2 separate regions of the Anas platyrhynchos genome follow, and region 2 is linked to region 1. The links are chromatin contacts, called in public Hi-C maps. All regions are on one chromosome and are shown on one strand. The core of a region is the stretch at or near the end of the contact, and the rest is flanking DNA. Distances in the headings are between cores, read along the strand shown.

Region 1 (6,360 bases), core at 3,355-5,854:
TTGTCTTGTTCTGCCAAATAGGTGGAATGTTTTAAAGGATGGTAACTGCTGCCAAGGTTTGCTTAGCAAAAAATGCTTTGCCTGTTTTAGAAATAAATAATGCTCAGTCTACTGCACGTTTTCTAAGTAAGGTTGTAACTTCCTTTCATCCCAGTTTGGTGAGACAAACCAAGAAATATTAATAAGGGTTAATTAATCCCTATATAATCTCAGCAGAATGTAAAAATCAATAGGAAGCCAGAAGCAGCCTCACCAGAGAGCACTTTGGCGCTACTCACTGCCAGCATCTTAGCTCATGCATTTTACATGCAATCAGCACTATATAAAAAATACGGTGACTAGGAAACACAAAAATAACTACTGCAAAAAGAACCGTAAGGCCAAACATTCCCTCAAAAGGAGGCTAGAGTCAGTTTACTCATTTTTTTTTCCTTTTATTGTGCATTTCTGGTGTTTGAGATTATACCATGGGTCAATTTTAAGGGGAAAGTTGTTTTGTGAAGTTTCTCCCATGGCCTGGTGATTTGGGCAGGCTATGGGCAATCCCCACCACACGGCATCCAACATTTCTTGGTTAGTCTGTGGAACCAACAAGGTCATTATGAAAAGGCAGATGGTGGTGTATCCTCTGCCCCTCTTCTGAAGAGAATACAGAGGCAGCATCCATGTGTTGTGCTGGGTTCGGGCACACTGCTGTGTATTGGGATGCTAGAAGAAAACTTTAAAGACCTGGTCTTTGATGGATAAATGTACGCACCTGCTGGTGTGGATCACAGCAGGACCAAGGCATCTGTTTACCTAGAGGACTATTTCTGCAATTACTGAAATGTCAGGCCAAAATTTTAGCACACAGGACATTTGAGGATCTCTGAAGCACAGTTTACCAGAGCCTTTTACAGATTTTGAACAAGAACTACTGCGGGCAGCCTTTTGTTCCCACTTTGAGTGATTTGTTCTTGTCCGTAAGAGTTGACGTTGAGTTTGGCTCTCATAATTTCATTATGATCCTTTGCTTACTAGGCTAGATACCCTCTTCATTTTTCTTACTCAAGTTTAGTTTTCCATGATGTCAACAGATTGTGAGGAAGCTGTTCTGCTGATCTGCTCCTTCCAGGACTGAATAAATAAGTGGAACTTGGTAATGTTACATTATTATTATTTCTCCAGCTCCCAGAGCTATGGGACCTTCTGACAGCTCATGCAGAGCACAGGGCTGTTAGTAGTTATCTTTCAATATAATACACTAATGAGAAAATTTCTCATCAGATCTCAACAAGTGTTTTGGTTCCTTACAATGTAATGTTGACATATTTGTGGGCTGCTGTTCTGGTCCTGGACATCCAAGCATATTAGGCTTGTACATTGTATTCATGAATTTGGTTGGTAAAGAAATAAATTAACAATTAGCTTATGCAGTTCTAGCTGTTGATTTGGTATTTTCAGTGCCACTGATAATAAATTTACAACCAAAAGTCAGGAAAAATATTGGTTAAGCTAAGAGTTAAGGTCATCTCCCTTATCTGAAAATCACCAAGGATCTCAAAATCCAGTGAAGGTTCAGAAATATAAACAGGCCAAGTTCAACTAAAGATTCTTAACCTAACTCTTCAGTTTATTAAATATCTGGAAAAGCAATGACCTCAGTCATTTCACTAACTATACAGATTAAAAAAGGATTCAGTCTGACTTTAGACTGGCAACTATGAACGTTTTGGCTTTCATTCATAAACTTGTCAGAGTTCTCATGTCTTTTCACCATGCATGACAACCCCTGTAAGGACTGAGCATGAAGTTCTTACCTTAAGTGTATTTATCACATACATACAACCCTTCACAAAAACAAAGAGGACATAGCATGTGGTCAGTCATGTACATGGCAACTAAAACCAGGATCTACTCTGACAGTAATGAATTCTGACTGTGAAGCAGTAGTTATTTCTGTCCTAAATGACAAACTGCCATGTCCTATTATCAGGAATCTTTAAGGCCTGACACACTCTATTTCGTCTAATGATAACAGTTTAAAACTAAAACAAGTTAGCATATGCCAGTAGGAATGGATATGGAGCTATATTTCCCCAGGTAGCCAAGAACTAAATACCAGTGATATTTCTAACCATGGCTGTTCATTTTATTTCAAGGTGTTCTTAAATTCCAACCAAGTACTTGAATTAGCATCCCAGCAACACCTTATTTTTCCCCAAAGATAGAAAAAGGCTTAAGTTATCACAAGGAATTACACCTAGCAGAGCAAACATTTTACCAGAAATGTGACAACCACAATTTATTTTCAAAAAAAGAGAAAGTGAAAGCTGACACCCTGTTGTTTCTATGTTAGGAAAGGATGGTTGTAAAGCAGTTCAAACTAGGAATGTCCTTGCAGAAAAACTTCACAAGACAAGACAGTTACCCTTTCCTATGGGTAATTCCATTTAGTAGTTAGCTCTGAATCAGCCTTTTGCCTCTTGTAATTTGCATTTTCCGTGCTGTGAGGGGATGACAGCATTTTTGCTTTGGTTTTCTGCAGTGCTTGAGCCATGATTAGGGCTCCCACAGCAGCTGTCACTACCACCACTGCATACCCAGACATTCAAAGTCCCCTTTCCAGGGTTTTCTCTGTCAGACTAGCATTTCCAAACTTCAGCACACAAGCAAGAATTTGGCTCTGAGAGCTTACTTCAACACTGTTATCATAAACCGTAGGAGTACAGCATGCCCTGGAAAGATTATGTGCCCTGGTTTGTCTTCAAAGACTCACACATTTAATGGAATTTTATCTTCCCAAACATTTTGAAATTTTTTAAAAGGAACAGTACTTCTTTTGGGTTCCTGGAAATAATTCATTTATTTGTACTCGAAATGAAGGATTAATGTTATAGTAACTAACTGTCAAAAAAGTCTGTTTGCTAGAAAGGCTGCATTCTTGAAAGGCAACTGAGGAGTTGCTTGAATTAACAACACTGTGGATATTAATTTCTTCTATACCAAACTAACAGAGACCAAGGACCCAGAAGTAAGGTTCAATGACGGGACTAAAGTTTTATAAAGCTTCACATCTTTCTTTTTAAAATTGCTTAAGTATTCCTTTGCGCAAGGGAAGAACACAAACCCATTGGGCAGAGGTAGACCTCACAACTGCCAAAAGTAAAGTTTTTTAGCACAGATACCACAAATGAGCAAAGCAATTATCAGGTATTAGATGGACCGCCTTCAGGCAGATGACAAAAATTGAATGGATATGTATGAGAAGGTATTAAATGCTGTTGAAGGGTTCAAACTGCAGGCAGAAATAAAATACATCCAGTTCAGTTCTTTGTGATAGGGCCTGCCTTCTGGTATGCACCCACAATGAGGTTGCAAAAAAATTGTCTTCAGAAGTGAAGAAACAAACACTGTTGCACACTATAGCAAAAGATAATCAACACTATGCACAATGGGTATCTACCTCAGTAACAATCAACTGACTTCATCAAAATTTATTTCATCATTTAATAGTCTCAATACAACTGAGCAGAGAGCCTAAATGCAGCAATGCAGCATGGCAAAGCACCAAAACCATAGGAACTACTCTAGGAACCTCTAGACCTTATCTTGTGTGTTTATCTGTATCAGAAAGAGCAAAAAGAGGGTTAACAAAAACATAGGTCCTGCAAATGCGATGAAACAGATGGGCCAGGAATACTGGATGGCCAAAACGCAAGTCTTTGTGGTAGGATACAAGTCTTCAAAACAAAAAGATATGTTTTTCTTCATACGTAATGAAAGGGGTAAATTCTGTCTATCCAGGCCACAACTTCAAAAAAATCTAGAAACATTTTTGAAAAGGCATCTACTACTTCAGCTTTGCCTTTAGCAAGCTCTTCACATGACCAGGGTTAATCAAAAGGTTTCCTTACAGGGAAGTATATTTCCATATTCCTCCGCCCTCTTGTGTTATTGAGATATTGAGTAATTCCTTTCAAAAAATACTTTATCTTCGATTTGGCATTTTAAGAAAAAAGAGTTTTACTTCATTTTCTAGATACCAGTGCTTTTTTGTCTCTGTATACAGTATTTCTATTTCTATCTATAGATACTCTGGCTTAGAACAAATTTGGCAGTGTTAAGGTATTAGAGCGCTGAAGTATAATATACATCCTTCGCACATGTCACAACATACGAATTTGTAGCTCTCAGGCTCTGCTTGTTTTAGTTTATTTTCAGTGCCTGGATTTGTATACACTTTGCTGGAGGACATAATAATATAGCGCTCTGAATCTGCAAATAGCTTTACTAGATTTTTTTATTAGGCTTTACATTTAAACTAAGATTCTCTATTGCATAACTCGTATTGTTTGCCATCTGCATGTTAATTGAATAATTCAGTGCCCTAAAACTGCAATACATGTGCACTAACACAAAAAGGAACACAGCTGCTAAATGCACTATTTATCTGAAAAATGAGCCGAAGTCATAACATTTACATCCAGATCTGCATTCCCCTGTTTTTCGGGTGATGCAGGGCTCTTTTCTCAGTGCAGGGCTCACTGTCAGCCTGCGTCAGGCTCGCCGCTACCTCCCTGGAGCAGCCAGGCAGTGCTGCACTCTTCTACTTGTAAACTTGCTTGCCGATGTGATGGGAAACAGCGAATGCTTTGGCTACAAATTTAGACTCCTCATCCCAAGAGGTCCCACCAGATCCCAGGCTCGGGGACAAATCCAGGCTCTTTTTTCATGTCCCCTGTGTTCCAGAAGGGTAATTCAAGACATATGCGTTCGCCTGCTGAAAGCCATGAGAACAGCTGCTCCCTCCCCATGCAACGTGAGTGCTCCTTCCCCTCACATGGCTTAGCGGCTGTAGGACTCGCTGAGGACCAGGAGGGAATAAATGAAGGATCAGAGCGTGTATGTTATTATTTGCTATGTGTTGCTCTCACATCTGTTTATAAGGCTTTGGTTTTCCCAGATTGTGTGTAAATACAGCTAGAGGTATGAGGATTGCTACAAAACATATAATAGATTGTCTATAGCCTAACAGACTATAAGAGTCTTGAGTCCAAAGGTGTAGGTACATTTCAGAGAGTTCTCCTGGTCTCTTTGAATGCTCCAGCAGCAATCTTCCAGCAATCTTCTAGAATGCTTCCAGCAAGCAATAGACTGAAAAACACCCTTAAAAGTGCCATTACCAGCAGATATATTTATATCTAGTTAATACCATACTTTGGCTTTTAAACCTTTTTTCTTTGTTATTTCTTGTTTTAGAATTGTAACTAAACTTAAAATAATAATAATAATAATTTTTCAGCTACTGTTGTTTCCAGGAAGGCCTGCAGTGCACTAAAGTTTGCAGAAACAGCAAAAGGCAACGTGCTTTGAGACAGCACATACATGAGATTTTTTGTAAAGGAATTGATGCATGGTGTGGAGGGAGGTGAGGGAGGAGATGTAGCCCCATCATTCTTCTGCCCAGCAGATCATTATTCTGCCAGGGAGACAGTTTGAAAAAGACAGCCATTATCTTCTGAAGAAGCAGTATGGCTGGGAGAAGTCCACAGTTATTAGAATCATTTATTTTCACTCATGAAACTTAATGATAATGAGGACTATCAGGGCAGGAATACCACAAAAATAGCTGTTTCAATGTCCTCTCTAAAACTGTGCTGTTTGCACTGCCCAGGAAAGCAAGAAAATAATTATGAAGAAACCAAAGGGAAAAAAAAAAATCACTAAACTTCTTCCAACCAAACCCAAACCCAAAGATATGAGCAAATAAACTTATACTAATAAAGCCGTGTTTTAACCAACATCAGCTCATTGTCAGACAGGACATTGTTTGTATCCTGGTTTCTGAAGCAGCTGGAATAAATCACCCAAGTAGCAACTGTTTGAAACACAAACAAACAATATCTTCTTACAAGTTGACCTGATGTATTATGACAAGAAATATTTTGGCTTCTGCACTCATGATCGCTTGGGTTTACAAACTGTCAGCTGCTTCCAAGGTGTAAGCTTATTACCTCCAGAATATTAAAGTTCCAGAAAAAGAACATGTCTAAGATGTTTGAGCAGAATATTTATAAAATGGATTGCTGGCAAAGTTGCTGTTGCTAGTTTTATGCCAAGGAGGTTTATGGGTGAAAACCTGTCTAGTTTCTGTATATATATTAAATGAGAAAGATTAGTTAAATGTCCTTTTTAGAGATGGATTATGTGAACTCTTAAACATTCTTAGTATTCATTTAGAAAAATAAGTCTGACATAAGCGTGCCATTAACATTGCATTTCTCCAGGCTGCACACACACACACACACACACAAAAAAAAAAAAAAAAAAAAAAAAAAAAAAAAAAAAAAAAAAAAAAAGAAGGGGGGGGGTAATAAA
Region 2 (6,997 bases), core at 604-3,103, 210 kb before region 1:
AAATTTCAGCAGAACACAGATAAATCATAAAAATAGTTATTCTTTTTAGAGGCAGATTTATTGTTTTTATTTATTTATTTGTTTATTTATTTTCCAGAGGGAGATGGAAATCTATGTTTATTCTAGGTGTAGAAATTGTCTGGGTTAAAGCAGGCAAATCTAAAGGTTCATTGAATGACACAGGCTGTTGGAATAGGCCTATCTGTAGGATTCACATAGTCAGGAAGTGACCAGAGTTTGGCCATCAGTAGCATGTGCAGTGGCATGCAAACAAGGAAAATTTACCAAGATATTGGGTCCGGAAAATAGCTAATGAGCCATATTTTCATTGCTAACTTAATTTCCAATCAACCTTTTCAGTTATCTATTTACAGACAAATGCTTCTTTGTTCATGTGTTTCTGAGCCTGCTAGGTCATAAAAAGGAAGAAGGCAAAAAAAAATCAGCTAACTTCTCTTCTACCAGCAGTTCCTAAAGGTTTCAGAAAGTATATTGATGGAAAATACATCACCCTAATTCCTGATGTCATATTATTCAAACTGGTGTGGAAGGCCCTACATCTTGATGTTACAACATGGTAAGTGGTGATTTGGGTGCCGCTATGTGAAAAACAAGTGGCATGCGGAGTTACTCATCTTTTTCTATATTTAGTGCTACATGAAATGTCTGGAGCTGGACACTGGAGCTATTTAAATACAAGTCCTGTCCAGCATTATTTATTTTTTAAGAAGTCAGCAAATGCATTTATGCAAATAGAAATTGACTATGGCTGGGGAGAGGAAGAGATGTCCCCTTCCTTCCTTGTAAGGTTTTTCACAGCCTTTCCCTCCCCACAAATGCTGTGATTCATCCAGCTTTTCCTTTCTATGTTCTACAGCCACTGGTAACACGCCCACTGTACTGGTGATGAAAAGATGCCCATCAATCAGATCACCTGAGATCTTGGACTGTTGGAAGGGTTTTAATAGCTGGTACCAGGAGCTGGGGATTTTTACCTCCGGAGCAGATAGTGCATTGGCAGCTGCAATGCAGACTTCCTCTGTGTCTGACAAGATGCAATAGTGAACCAGTCCATAATTAATTAATTTATTTATTTTTATACACCACGTAGACTGAATTGAAGCCAGCAGAAATCAATGGAAATTTTTCTATACATAGGTTATATTTCTTCTATAAAGACTGTGGAAAGTAATACGAAGTAAATTTCTCCCAGCAGGTCTTTATTTTTCCTGTGTTCATATACATGTGTTTATAGGCACTGATTGCTCTCCTGCATTCCCAGACACATGCTCTTTCCTCTCTGTTTGCTTTCAGAAGCTAAATTATTTTCTCCTGGACAGCCAACAGTAATACGGTTGGATGCTGGTGACTGTGACACTCGAGAGAGGTAAAAGCACTCAATCATTTTTCTGTAATTTAAAGGTGTTTTAGGTGGAAAAAAAATCTCTGAACAAGTGTTGAAGAAAATAGTTTGTAAATCCAGTAAAATGCTCAGAATGAATTGAGCTGCACAACATGAAAAGGACTGGTGTGTGTGAGGTCGGTCTCTGCTAACCTGGGACTCTGGTTGGTCTCTCCCCACCTCGCTGCTGAGGTGCTGCTTCTGCACCTGGAGATCCTTCTCTGCCCTGGCTGTGAGGGGGTTATGGTAAACACTGAGAACTGTCACGTACCTATGTTATTAAGATATTTAACGCGTATGAGGAATGAGGAAGTCTAAAAGATCTGGATTTCATTTCCACCCCTCAGCATTTCCCATGTTCTGAGGAGCAATGGCCCCAGCCAGGGAGGGAAGAGGTTATCCACAGCTGCTCCTGCCTGGCTGCCGTTCAGCGCGACCTCGGTGCGCCCGAGCGTTTGCAGCAAGATAAGGCCAGCTCCAAGTGTCCTGCTTTCCATCAAATCCGCTTTTGGGACGACAAGGGAACATATGAAACACAGATGTAATTGTGCCTTCTTGTCCTCTGTGATGATGCTAATTCAGGCACTCGGGGGCCTGCGCTGTGTACACATTTTTCATTTGGAACCAGAAACATATTTTCTTCTCAAAATATGGTTTATCGATCTCGGTGGCTTAGTGCAACGTGGTTCTGAGTTAAACTGGCTTTAGATAGATATGACGGGATCAGACCAGACAGACAGAGGTATTCTTCAGTGTGATTCTTCAGTAAAATCAAGGGGTATCATTTGAGTGCAAAGAAATCTGAACTTTTGTCTTCATATGGGTTACTGACAGTGTCACATGCAGACTAATAAAAGCACCAACACTTGTACATGTTTAGAAAAATATATATGGGCCGTAGATCTAGTTGAAACTTTTTGACATTGTGCCTTTAAACTGACTGAATCTGAGCTTAAAATAATTTATATCATATTTATAAATTAAAGAGGCCTAAGTGCTCTCTTTGCATTTTGTGCTGGTGCAACCCAGTTGAAAATAGTGATGATATCCTAGTAAAAGCAGGAATAAAGTAATTTTGTAATAGTCCATACTACCCATTGACATTTATAGCATGATTATTTTTCACCTTTAGCTGAACCCTTACTTCTATTGGATTCATTAAATTTTGTAATATATTTGTTGCCTTTTTCCTCCCAGATGTCAAGTGGTTTTTGCTTTTCGGAGTCTGAAATATAACAGCCTCATTGGAAATTAATCCCATGCACAGGACAGACAATCTGTTGCTGCTGACTAGGTTTACTTCAATAAATTAAGAGCAGTTAGCATATATTATTAGTTTTCTAATGCAGCATGGCTACAGTTTTCTTAAGAGGTCTTTCCTCATAGCCAGGAGTTCTGCCAGGAGCTCACCAGCTGACAATTTCACTTCCATTTCTCTTTTCTGTTGCTTGTCTTGCGACTAGGCGAAATCATTCAGCTCGTCCAAACCACGGTTGTTGCACATCAGGGGTTTCATAACTTGCTTCAAATTCAAACTGCAGGTTTTTTTTTTTTTTTTTTTTTTTTTTTTTTGTGCGTGTGTGTGTGTGTGTGTGTCTGTTACAGAAAAAAGATGTAACACAGCAGCTGGTTAGATGTGTATTTTAAAAGCCACATCTTTAATTCACTTGGGTCTTCTAAGAGACAGAAGAATGGAGGCCTAAGTAAAATGCCTGTACTGTTTAGAGACACAGAGAAGCTCTTCCAGAGGCTTAGAGAAAGGATAGTCCATAATCAGGTATTTGCTATTGTCTTCAAAGAGCAAAGTCAAACAATGAACTCTTACACTGAGCTACTTAAAGACTTAAATTACCGTGACCCTGCTTGGTACTGCAGACTTCAAATGCTGTACCTTAAAGGGAAAGAATTAAGAGAAAAAGTTAATAAACTTTCCTCATCTAAAATCATCTTTGACAACCAGTCAGGAGTCAAGTTCTGTTGTGCTGTTGAAATAAGCGACCAGGAAAACACCCTGTCCCACAGAGCTTATGTGATTTGGGTGGAAGGGATTTTTGTTGATTGCTGCATTTATTTGCAAGGGTAACACGATACTCTTCAAGCCCATGCAGTTGAGCCAAAGGGCAGACTGATTAATTCCAGAGAAGTAGAATAATGACAAAAATAAATGTGAAACCACCCTTCGAACCCTCACTTGGAAGATTAATGATTACTAAGGTTACTTTAGATATCCAACTATTTTTCACATTAGAGGACAGTGTCAAAGGGCCTCATTTAAAGATTAATTCATCCAAAAAGATAGAATTTGCACTGAGTATAATGAAATTCCTTTGCTGAAATTGTTGGGGTTCGAGCCTAGAACCTAGGTTACAGAAAGACTCTGCAGACTGTATATTCCCTGAGTTTCCTTGGCTTTCAGTTTACCTGCTCAATACTTAGCATTTTGGCTGTTCAGAGAGGTCATTTCATTAAACAAAGACATTGCTACTAACATCAGGACTGCATGGAGTCCCTGTTGTGCAAACAGAAATGAAAACCACCTACCCACAATTTTGAAGACTAGTAGTTTACATTTGTTAAAGCTCCAATTCACATTCATTTCATATTTTACAAAGATAGGGATTGCACAGTGTTCTACATTTCATATCCTTTCATCCCTGTCTTAAAAAAAAGTAAAAAAATCAGCCAAACACCCCAGCTGTTTAGTGTCTTCATTGGTCCGTGAAGTTTAAGGTCTTTTTAAAACCTATCCATATATGAAAGTTGCCATATTTAGACAACAGATCAGTCTCATCCCATCCACATGTGCCAATAGCAAGTGCTGAAGAAAGAAATACAGAATAACACAGGAAGCACACTATGATATTTTTCTTCCAAGTATGGTGTGTCTTCCAAGCTTCTGGCAATCCATGGCATAGGAATTTTCTGACTCAGATGGTAACAGATCACAGTGTTTAAGTGAAAGGAAGGCATTTTTTCCCATTAATTCATCTAATAGCTTTTTTAAAACTTTTTTTTTTTTTTTTTTTTTTTCCTCCAAAAAAATGTGGTAATGTATTCCACCAAATAATTACACTGTATAAATAAACACCACTCTTTTAAGCCTACTGGCTGATCATTTGATCTTCTGATCATTCTGGAGAAGAGAAGACTGAGAGGGGATCTCCTCAATGTATATAAATATCTGAGGGGTGGGGGACAGAAGGATGTAGCCAACCTCTTCTCAGTGGTTTGTGGGGATAGGACAAGGGGCAATGGCTGCAAGTTAGAGCACAGGAAGTTCCACACTGACATGCAAAAGAACTTCATGGTGAGGGTGACAAAGCATTGGAACAGGCTGCCTAGGGAGGTTGTGGAGTCTCCTTCTCTGGAGATATTCAAGGCCTGTCTGGACGCCTACCTGGGCAGCCTGCTCTGAGGAACCTGCTTTGGCAGGGGGGTCGGACCCAATGATCTTTTGAGGTCTCTTCCAACCCCTACAGTTCTGTGAATCTGTGATTCTGTGATCATTTCATTCATTGTGTCCTAGACCTTGTGTAATCTGAAATGGGAAACTGGCTGGCAGGTAAATAGAGAAAGGTTTATTTCCCATACTGTCCCTGTGTATTAATGACTCCTCATAGAGAAACTCTTCCAAATTCTCATCATCCATCTTTATGTTGAGATGAGTTGTATTTAGAGCAGAATTTAGGCTCAAACATTGGCTCACTTTCAACTTGCCCAGTAGTACAATGGTGCTTTCTGTGATGGTCACACCTGGGAATACCAATGAATTGCATCTGACCCTGCTGCAAGGACACTTGTTTAGATAAGGAAACAGATGTGTGTAGAAATTAGCCTCAAGCAGAGCCTGAGAGTTTTGACACTGGCACAGTGTCATTGTAGTCTATTTGACTGCAGGAAAGGTCAGTAAAGGAATATATTGTTACCCTTTAAAATACAGATTCCATATTTTGGTGTGGAATAAGGCGAGTGATATGGTAGGTCAACCGGGCTGTAGCTGACATGGCAATGGCAATCCATGTTTGATCTCCCCAGAGACACGAGGAAGGTACCTTTCCTTTAGAACTGAAGATTTCCAAAGCAGAGCAGTAACAAAGGAATGTTACAGGTAGGGCAGGACAAGCTGAGGTGAGTGAAGGGGTTAGCATCCTTACAGAGAACCTGAAAAAGAGCAAATGCCCAGTAATCCAGTGGAAACTATGGGCTTGCAAGTTACAGGATCCAAATCCGCGCAAACCTCAGGAAGAGACAAGCTCCAGGTTCTTGTGACTCCTATCAATCACTCCTTTGGCATAGCTGTTGGTGTACCCGGTAAGCCTCATCTGTCAGAGGATGGGCTGTCTTTGAGCTGCTGGCTGCTTGACTGACTTTACACAGATTTGTCATTTTGACAACAATAAGTGTGTGCCCTTTTAGTGTTTTGGTTTTGAATGTCTCCAGAGAGATGTTCCATTTCAAAGTGCAAAAATAAAAACAAACGGATATCCAAGCCTGAGCTAGTTAGAGGAGGGCTGGTAGAGCCTGTGATGGGAATCAGTCCTCTGCATTATGCAGTGGAAAAACTATGATGCTGTGGAAAGGAACAGATTATCTTTGACTTCATAGAAGACAGTAATTCAGTTTTTATTAATCATGCCTCAGCAGGCATCTTTTTCATGTAAATGATATTTATTTATTCCATAATATGACCATTTTTAAATCTTTTCAGATGGAAATTACAATATCAGAGCAAGTATAAGTAATATTTTAGCAGCTGGCAACTATTGGATTAAACTGGCACTGGGAAATTACTGGGAAATTGTTAGAAAAAACACAGTTTATTGATTGGTATTGATCAGCATTGATCTTTGAAAGTGAAAATAATGAAGAACAGTGACATCATGCAATTCCTATGAGAGAACCAAAGACAAGATATAGTTATCTTTTTAAGACTCACTTTCAAATATACTGCTGAAATACTGAAGTGAGAAAGGAATATGGGAAATACTGATCAATGGAAGTTAAATATAAATGGTAACTAAATAATACATTTTTATATATATATACACACACACACACACTTTCCTGTATCTAAAACTTAGATAGCTTATATCTAAATTTAAGTAAACTGGAGATCAAATTTAGAGATCTAAAACCTCTATACCTGCACTCTGCCTATATATTACCTCTCTCTCTCTCTCTCTCTCTTTTTTTTTTTTAATATTTATTTATTTATTATTGAAAAAATCAGGGCCTAGTTCTGAAGAGCTGCTTTGTAAACATCAGCTGCACCTGCTGTGTGGTCGTCATTACCTCCTGCCATGGACAAGCTTGCCCTTACCTGAGTCCTGGACCAGGGTCAGGAACTGTTGGAGTCTGCCAAGTGAGAGATGTCCCATACATGTAACAGTCAGATGAGACAGATTTAGGACTCAGCATGCTCCTACAATGCCCCAACATAATGGACTTTATGGTGATGTATTTCAAAGAGGGAGAAAAATGTTCCTCCATGATATTTCTCAGAGCTTTTTATGACATGATCCAATTGACATGTTTCAGCTGTAATGAAGAGATACTGAAGGAAGATTAGTCTCTGTAAATCTCATAAATGCCTTC

The links. Hi-C and Micro-C count contacts between places; a contact is called where the count stands out from the background.
Region 2: a Hi-C map of subcutaneous adipose tissue shows a contact between it and region 1, with 2.8 times the contacts expected there. The contact joins two enhancer-like sites. A contact is called at or near these places in 3 of 8 Hi-C or Micro-C datasets (F1 follicle, small yellow follicle and subcutaneous adipose tissue).

What each region holds. Positions count from the first base shown.
Region 1 is chr2:149,212,500-149,218,859 of IASCAAS_PekinDuck_T2T, reverse strand. No RefSeq gene overlaps it. Among named protein-coding and RNA genes, the nearest start is that of ZMYND11, 33 kb to the right of the region's middle. Within about 2 kb of position 4,604, at least 1 of the 8 cell types and tissues checked has an H3K27ac peak or open chromatin away from gene starts, as enhancers often do. A contact at or near this core is called in subcutaneous adipose tissue, where this site is marked.
Region 2 is chr2:149,421,032-149,428,028 of IASCAAS_PekinDuck_T2T, reverse strand. No RefSeq gene overlaps it. Among named protein-coding and RNA genes, the nearest start is that of DYNC2I1, 38 kb to the left of the region's middle. Within about 2 kb of position 1,853, at least 1 of the 8 cell types and tissues checked has an H3K27ac peak or open chromatin away from gene starts, as enhancers often do. A contact at or near this core is called in subcutaneous adipose tissue, where this site is marked.